Linked DNA regions of Mus musculus: regions 1 and 2 are each linked to region 3. The links are chromatin contacts, called in public Hi-C and promoter capture Hi-C maps. All regions are on one chromosome and are shown on one strand. Each heading gives the region's core, a stretch centred on a gene start, on an enhancer-like site or on the middle of the called end of the contact. The rest is flanking DNA. Distances are from core to core; before and after follow the strand shown. Region 1 holds the start of Eri2 (exoribonuclease 2). Region 2 has its middle 4.6 kb from the start of Ppp1ccb. Region 3 has its middle 19 kb from the start of Acsm4.

The links. Promoter capture Hi-C pulls out the DNA fragments that hold promoters and counts their contacts. A called contact is a pair of places that touch in the nucleus more often than the background predicts.
Region 1: a promoter capture Hi-C map of liver shows a contact between it and region 3, with 2.0 times the contacts expected there. The contact joins the promoter of Eri2 here to the enhancer-like site in region 3. A contact is called at or near these places in 8 of 39 promoter capture datasets (the 3T3-L1 cell line, 3T3-L1-derived adipocytes, hippocampal neurons and 3 more), 32 of 484 Hi-C or Micro-C datasets (3T3-L1-derived adipocytes, the AML12 cell line, Sertoli cells and 13 more), 1 of 115 datasets of contacts at active chromatin or transcription factors (trophoblast stem cells) and 3 of 9 other capture datasets (adipose tissue, embryonic stem cells and liver).
Region 2: a contact with region 3 is called in a Hi-C map of liver, with 1.9 times the contacts expected there. The contact joins two enhancer-like sites. A contact is called at or near these places in 2 of 484 Hi-C or Micro-C datasets (the G1E-ER4 cell line and liver), 1 of 115 datasets of contacts at active chromatin or transcription factors (neural progenitor cells) and 1 of 9 other capture datasets (pancreatic islet).

Annotation. Positions count from the first base shown.
Region 1 is chr7:119,792,659-119,795,358 of GRCm38.p6, reverse strand. Eri2 (exoribonuclease 2) reads left to right here and starts at 1,301. Exons shown (of 9, transcript NM_027698.5): 1 at 1,301-1,441. The coding sequence starts at 1,419. Rexo5 (RNA exonuclease 5) reads right to left here and starts at 1,237. Exons shown (of 20, transcript NM_001370778.1): 1 at 1,148-1,237; 2 at 857-983. The coding sequence starts at 979.
Region 2 is chr7:119,743,170-119,745,869 of GRCm38.p6, reverse strand. It overlaps the pseudogene Gm19963. Among named protein-coding and RNA genes, the nearest start is that of Ppp1ccb, 4.6 kb to the right of the region's middle. Within about 2 kb of position 1,374, at least 24 of the 459 cell types and tissues checked have an H3K27ac peak or open chromatin away from gene starts, as enhancers often do. A contact at or near this core is called in liver, where this site is marked.
Region 3 is chr7:119,669,215-119,671,914 of GRCm38.p6, reverse strand. No RefSeq gene overlaps it. Among named protein-coding and RNA genes, the nearest start is that of Acsm4, 19 kb to the left of the region's middle. Within about 2 kb of position 1,289, at least 3 of the 459 cell types and tissues checked have an H3K27ac peak or open chromatin away from gene starts, as enhancers often do. A contact at or near this core is called in liver, where this site is marked.

The DNA of each region.
Region 1 (2,700 bases), core at 52-2,551, 120 kb before region 3:
ACTATTAACCACTTTTTTGAGTTTCTGTTCTAGGGACTGAATTCTGGGCACATGCAAGGCAAGTCCTCTATTACTGAGCCACACTGCTGACTCTTAGCCACACAGTTTTGAGAAATTTCTTTGTACTACATCATTTCTTAGAACTTTTAAGTGGGGATCACCATACTCCCATTTTACAACAAAGAAATGAAGAAAGAGGTTTAAAAGCCACAGCGGGAATGCAGCCTCCGAAGATCAAGCTTTTTAATCTCTGGACTACCGTTTCCAACCCAGGGGACTTTACAAACATCCATCTGCTTTCTAACCATCCCCACCCTAATCTATATTTTTCCCTATCAGTCAGTTATATAACCACAACTTTAACATGAGAAAATGGTTCAGGCTAAGTGCATTTTTAAATATGTAATGAAAATTTTATATTTAAAATTCTCTTTTCGATGAAACATTTAAAAATACAAATACTAGGGCAAACATTCTTATTACTGGTATCATTCCTCCATCTAATCATTTCCCCAGGATAAATTCCCCATCAAAATGACCATTCATTTTTACTTCTTCATAAATATTGTATAAAAACAAGAGAATCCTGTTTAGGTGTGCATGGATATTCCTGAAATATTTTGTTATACGGATCTTAATAAATGTTTGTTAAATGAATATTCTGTGTACCAGACACTAAGTCAGTTTTAAACTATGGAGAGAGCCTGGACGAGGTGGTACAACCAAGGGAGCAGAGTTGAGTGAGGTCAGTGGGTGAGCCCTTACCCTTCGGCAGGGACCCTTCGGGTGCTGGCGAAAGTGACTCCCAGCCACAAGTGACTTCGGGCCAGCCTGCTGGGCTCTCTCCTCTGCTCACCTTGGCTTGTGGCTCGCGGTCCTGAATATGCGAAGGAGGTCCATCCCGCTCTGTAGCCGAGGCCGAGGAGTTCGGGGCCTCCTTCCTCTTCCTGGAGTTCGCCTCCTCCTTCTCTTGCTCCATCAGGCTGTAGGGGAAAGATCAGCTGGAGCTGAGGACCCCGCGGCGACCAGGAAACCGTGTCGCGGCCTCTCTCCAGCAAAGCGCTAGACAGGAGTGACGGTTGGTTTGTCTCTTGAAGCGGCTCAAACCAGTTTACCACTCTTGGCCCTCGCAAAAAAGGCCACAGACCTACGCCTCCTTTCCTCAATTTAAGCCGTCGCGAAGTTTAAAGCGCTCCCTGAGGCGCGTCGTGCGCAGAGCGAGGGGCTCCCGGTCCTCAAGCCTCTGTCCACGCCCCCGGGTCCCGAACCGCCCCCTATGCAACGCCCACAAACCGCTGGCGACGGCCGCCGCCGCTCTACAAGCGCCCGCTTCCCTTGCCGCGCCGGCGTTTAAACAGACCGGAAGTGGGGGCGTCCGACTTCCGGCCGTTGAACTCTGCGAAACCCAGGGTCCGGGGATGGCGACCAAGAGACTGGCGCGGTACGTTAGGGGGTTCCCCTTAGGGTGGGCGGTGTTCATCCGCAGTCGTTTGGTCTGGATCTGAAAAGGGCCCTGGTCTTCTCGGGCCCCACGTCGCCATTCGCGACAAGTTGGAGGAGCCCGAGAAACCCCGGGTCCTCCCTACCGTGGCATGCTCTATCAGGTCTGTTCATTCTAGACCCCTGGGACCTGGAACGTGACAGCTCTGCACACTGTTCTCAGGCAGGTGCCACTGCGCCCAAGTGACCTGCCTAGTCCAGTTTTATTGTCAGAATTACCACAGACTCTCTCAGGTTTTTTGGGGGGGGGTGGGGGGGAATATGCTGTGCACAGATTTTTGGATGCGTTGTACACATTTGTTGAGATTGTGGACACAGTATCAAACTTACCAGGCATAGTGGAATGGACCTACAATACCAGCATGGAAAGTTGGAGGCCAGCCTGGTCCTCATGGTGATGTTCAAGCAGGCGATGGCTAAATAGTGAGACTGTCTCAAAACAACAACAAAACCAGATTCAAAACAAAACCCCTATCTGATGTATTAATGAATAGCATAGGATTCAAGCGTGAAAAGTCCTGTCAAAGGTTAACATACTATGGCCATCTTTAGGCAAATCATTTACTTTTCTCTTGCATAAAATACAGGTTGCAGACATGTCTACCACCTAGAATTGTTTAAAAGAAGTCACCATCCTAATTAAATATTTGCTGAAGAAGTGACTAGTAAATGTTAGTTTTTCATTCCAAATCCCTACATTGGCCTCACGTCTTGTCTTTTTCAAATAGCCAAAATAACTATTCCAGGTGTCTGTCTACTTAAAGTTGTATTCGTCATCATTTGGGATCTTCCCTTCTTTGGACTGCAGTGTATTGCTGTTGGGAGGTTTGTTTGTTTTGTTTTTGTTTTTGTTTTTAATCATAGATTACCTTTCAGTAGTACTCTGGTAATCTTTCTCCCCTCCATTTTTAGAGTTTAAGCACAGGCATCATCCCCTTGGTACATAGCAAAGGCTTGAAAAATACATCTTTATAGTCAATTCCTCGGTACTACTATAAAACGTGAACAGGTAAGAGTAGTGTTTGTGAAGCCCGCTCAGGTAAAATGGACACTAAACTCAAGAGAGGATGGCCATTCGCACAAGGACCTAGGACTTTTAAAGTCTAGCCCTCCTTTCCTTCAGTCAGTATGCAGCTGTTGTTTGAGGCAGGGTCCTGCTGTGTGCTGTAAGCTGTCCCTCAGTTCAGTTTGGCCGTGGCC
Region 2 (2,700 bases), core at 125-2,624, 74 kb before region 3:
GCATGCAGGCAGACATGGGGCTGGAAATGTTCTACATTCTTGATCCTCAGGCAGCAGGAAGAGAGAATGAACCACTAGGCCTGGCTTCTCAAAGCTCACCCCCATCCCCCAGTGACACACTTCCTCCAAAGGCCACACCTCTAATAGTGCCATTTTTTAAAAGGATTTATTTTTTTAAAAATGGCTTTAAAAATGCCGGGCAGTGGTAGCACACGCCTTTAATCCCAGCACTTGGGAGGCAGAGGCAGGCAAATTTCTGAGTTTGAGGCCAGCCTGGTCTACAAAGTGAGTTCCAGGACAGCCAGGGCTACACAGAGAAACCCTGTCTCAAAAACAAACAAACAAACAAACAGCTTTTAAAAAGATTTATTTATTATTATATGTAAGTACACTGTAGCTGTCTTTAGACACACCACAAGAGGGTGTCATGTCTCATTCAGATGGTTGTGAGCCACCATGTGGTTGCTGGGATTTGAACTCAGGACCTTTGGAAGAACAGTCAGTGCACTTACACTCTGAGCCATCTCACCAGCCGGAGGGCCACTCTTTATGAATCTATGGGGTCCATTTTCATTCACACCCCCACACTTTCTTTGAGCCATATATTCCATATATATGAAAGGGATAATATACAAAACTTACTGCAAACAGTTCCATGAGTCCTTACTAGGCCGACTATATAAACTATTCGGTGTAGAGCCCCATATCGAGTGAAATTGGTCCTTGGTATAGATGAGCTGGTTTCCAGGGGAGAGGACAAAGCACTAGCAGCTGCACAGAATTAGTCTCCCAGGATACAGTAGCATCGCCCGAGTGAGTTCCCCCTTCTCAGCTCTTCTCTGACAACCTTCAGTCATACCCGAGTTGAAGCTCTTCTGACTTTGTGGTTTAGGTTTCGTTGTTGTTATTTATTGTTGTTGTTGCTTTGAGACAGGGTCTTGCTCTGTAGTGCAGGTGGCCTGCACTTCTGTTTAAGGCTCCTAAACATCAGGCCTTAGGCATGAGCCATATGGCTTTATGGAGTCATAAAAACTATTTCTCCCTCTCTGTCTCTGTCTCTCCCTCTCCCCCTCCCCCTTTCCCTCTCTTCACTATCTAGACTAAAGAACTCTGCAGACCTGTCCCAGCTATAATATGCTGGGAGAAAAGAGATTATGATAATTTAGAAACACTATGGGCGGAGGGCACTAAGTGACAGGCTGACCACACCGCTGGGTCAGCAGATCCTTCTGGAGTCACCAAGGCCCGCAGGGAGAGGGGACGCTTCTTTCCTTCCAGGAGCCTCTCGGGACACGCTCGCTGGTGTCAGCCTCAGGTGGCCTCCACAAGCCTCTCCGGGGACCGCGGGCGCTGACCTGGAACTGCTGAGCAAGCGGCGCAGGACCGGGCGCCGCCCCGCGGCCGTGGCGGGAACACCCGAAATCGGGCGCAAGCCCCCGGGAACCCGAGGCCTCCGGGAGGCCTGGGACGCGGTGAGACAGGGGGGAGGACGACTTCAGGGGACGCAGGGGTTCGTTCGCGGAGGCTGCAGCTCACACCCCAGCTCGCAGCCGCCCGAGGAGAGCGCAGGAAGCGGCCCCATGCACTTGGGAGGCAGAGGCAGGCGGGACTCTGTGAGTTCGAAGCCAGCCTCGACTACAGAGCTAGTTCAAGGCTGCTGGGGCAACCCTCAAAATAAGATTTGCTGATACTGCTCAACTTAGTATGCTAAAGCTGATATGGCATAAGAGCATGGGGGAAAAAGTGCGCTTGCTTGAAGAATGGCAGAAGCAGTCTTGATTGAACTCTCAGAAAAACTGTCGTGAGACGTTACTGAAGACACTGGATAATATTCACTGCCACCATGCTCCCAAGGCCAAGTTCCTTTGTATAATATGTTGCAGTAATGCCACCAAGGAAAAGGATGGGGGAATATGGCCTCTGTGAATTGGAAACAGGAAATGGCTTTTCACGTCTTGTGGGAAAATCGAGACTGTTAGTAACCCCAGCCTGACTGCCTCTTTGTATACAATTAAACAAAAAAATTAATGAAGAAAATCTGAGCTGCATTAAAGTGATTGTCCCTGAGCACAGGAAACTGTTAATGAAGGCTTATGTTGACTAACTCTTCATGAAGGTGTATGAATTTGAGTTTGAAGATTTGCAGGTAGCTTGGGAGGATAGCCTTTTGAAACCATCCACTGGAATAACCGTGACCACAACTCATGAACTAGAAGACATCCAGAGTGAAATAGAAATGTGAGCCTGCCAGCGCTGAAAGGGGACCTAACTATTGTCACATCTCCTCTGATCCCAGACATCTTCCTACATGGAGTTACTACACGGAGAGGTGGCATATCTTACATAGCCACTCTCCGATCACTCAATCTTTTCAGTAGTTCCAAATGGAGAGATCCCAAAGTGGTCGTTCAAGAAAATGTTCGTAGGTCGGCAAATGCTGCAGGATTTAATGCAGAGAAATTTTACCGAATAAAGACTGATCATGCCAATGAAGTATGGGTTATGGGGAAGAAGGAGCCCGGATCTTATGATGGAATAATCAGATCAGAGGAGTCACAATCACAGCTCTTGGTGTGGACTGTATTCCTATAGTTTTTTCAGATCCTGTGAAAAAGGCATGTGGGGTTGCTCACTCTGGATGGGAAGGTACTTTGTTGGGTGTGGCTATGGCTACTGTGAATGCTATGATAGCAGAATATG
Region 3 (2,700 bases), core at 40-2,539:
TTTTGCAAAATTGCAAAGAAACTTTATTCAAAAGCAATAGTCCAGATCGAAAGTGTGCTATGGAGCATGACCGTGGGCCACGTGAGTGAGTGTGCACTATGTGTGCTTAAGTATTTGGTGTCTCCTACAGTTGTTATACAGATAGGAACATAAGAGGTAGATATCACACAGTTTGCTGATGTCCTACACTTCAGCTGAATCTACACTTCACTGACGTTTTATCTGGGTTGAGCATCCATCACTGGGATCCTTGTGAATCCACATGTTTGTGTATCAGATTCGTCCATCAGTTCAGCCATTGTGTGCTCTGTTTCCCTCACAGTAAGATGGACTCATTCCTGTGGTGCCTGGGTACCCAATGTTATTCACCAATGGCGAGGACCAGAACCAGTGAAGACATAAGACAAAGCATCCCAGTTGCTAAGGCAACAAGAGCAGGTAGAAACAGCAGGAGGAAAAGAGAGTGCTTATTTTCTGCCAGGTCCCTTTGACTTGATGCTTGCACCTTCTGCGTCACTGACCATCTCATCCCTGACTCGCACCAGATGTGGCCCCGACCACTCTGGATTTGGTTTGACACTGAGACTCTTTCTAACTCCCCACTCTTTACCCGAGCCCAGCTGATATATCATTGTCTCTCTTCGTGTCCCTCCCTAACCGCAACCCTATTCCTATTTCTAGTCCCATTCTGGTCTTCAGCCACAAAACTCTCCCAGTCAAGCCCCAGTTTTGCTTCCTTCTGATGCTTTCGATTATCTTGAGATAGCCCAGGAGAGGGCGCTGCAGAGGAAGCTGGTACTCTAGCTCCTGCTGCAGAGGCTTATCCACTATTTAGCTGTCAATATGAATAAACACTGGATACAACACATGACTGCTTCCCTTTGGTTCAGTTGTCCCACACCAGAGTTTCGCACAATAGAAGTTTTCAGGGGATCTTTGATGGGCACTGAGTTCTCTATACAGATGAGAACTTAGAAAAACATGTTTTCCTGCTAGGGCTCTGGTACTTTTTTTCATATCAATATCTCCTTGGTTGATATACCTAGGGTGACAGAGTTCAAACACGAAAATGCTAACTTTTGGAGCACCAGAAAAAGATGACATTGTGATTATATTAAACAAATGAATCATACCCAATAGTGGAGAAGAGTGTGCAGTAAATGATTATATTTCAGGGAAAATTAGAAATACATACATTGTTCTTATTTAAAAGAAGTCTCAGGGAGTATGCTCGTGTTGGAAGCCCTGTGTGACACTGCCTGTCCCTGCGACTGCTACAAGTTTTATTGTATCTGACATGCCACTGTTTACTATGTTCGCGCTGGTGAAAGGTCGGTGGCCCTGGAATCTGTGAATGATTCTTGATGTAAATTCTGGTCTGTTGAATGTGGCCATTTCATTCTGAGCTTTCCAGGTTGCTGGCTTAGGCTATTGTAAATCATCTCTTCCATGCTATGAGTGCTGCCCCTAGGGACTCTGCATCTGTCTCTTTGACAGGAACCTAGAGAAGCTCCTCAAATGGAACAAAGTGGAAGTTTCTGTAGGGGCTATATCAAGAGTGACTTGATCAGAAAGTGAGTTTTTGTCTTGTGTCTTGTAGAATCTGTCCTGTGCAGTGTTGATGTACCCAGAGTGGAAAAGGCTTTAGCAATGTTGGAATACGCAGAGGATCATTTCTTTTTTTTTTTCCACTTTACTTTTACTGATCAACCTTCTTTTTTTTTTTTTTTAAATATTCTAATGTTTTTTCTTTTTTTATTAGATATTTTCTTCATTTACATTTCAAATGCTATCCTGAAAGTCCCCTATATTATCCTCCCACCCTGCTCCCCAACACATCCACTCCCACTTCCTGGCTCTGGCATTCCCCTGTACTGGGGCATATGATCTTCACAAGACCAAGGGCCTCTCCTCTCCTCCCATTGATGGTCGACTAGGCCATCCTCTGCTACATATGCAACTAGAGACACAGTTCTGTGGGGTACTGGTTAGTTCATATCGTTGATCCTCCTATAGGGTTGCTGACCCCTTTAGCTCCTTGAGTACTTTCTCTAGCTCCTTCATTGGGGGCCCTGTAATCCGTCCAATAGATGACTGTGAGCATCCACTTCTGTATTTGCCAGGCACTGGCATAGCCTCACAAGAGATAGCTATATCAGGGTCCTGTCAGCAAAATCTTGCTGGCATATGCAATAGTGTCTGGGTTTGGTGGTTGTATATGGGATGGATCCCCGGGTGGGGGAGTCTCTGGATGGTCCTTCCTTCTGTCTCAGCTCTGAACTTCGTCTCTGTAAGTCCTTTCATGGCTATTTTGTTCCCCATTCTAAGAAGGAACAAAGTATCCACACATTGGTCTTCCTTCTTCTTGAGTTTCCTGTGTTTTGTATCTTGGGCAGTCTAGATTTCTGGGCTAATAGCCACTTATCAGTGAGTGCATATCATGTGTGTTCTTTTGTGATTGGGTTACCTCACTCAAAATGATATCCTTCAGATCCATCCATTTGCCTAAGAATTTTATAAATTTATTGTTTTAATTGCTGAGTACTACTCCATTGTGTAAATGTACCATATTTTCTGTATCCATTCCTCTGTTGAGGGACATCTGGTTTTTTTCTAGCTTCTGGCTATTATAAATAAGGCTGCTATGAACATAGTGGAGTATGTGCCCTTATTACAAGTTGGAACATCTTCTGGGTATAT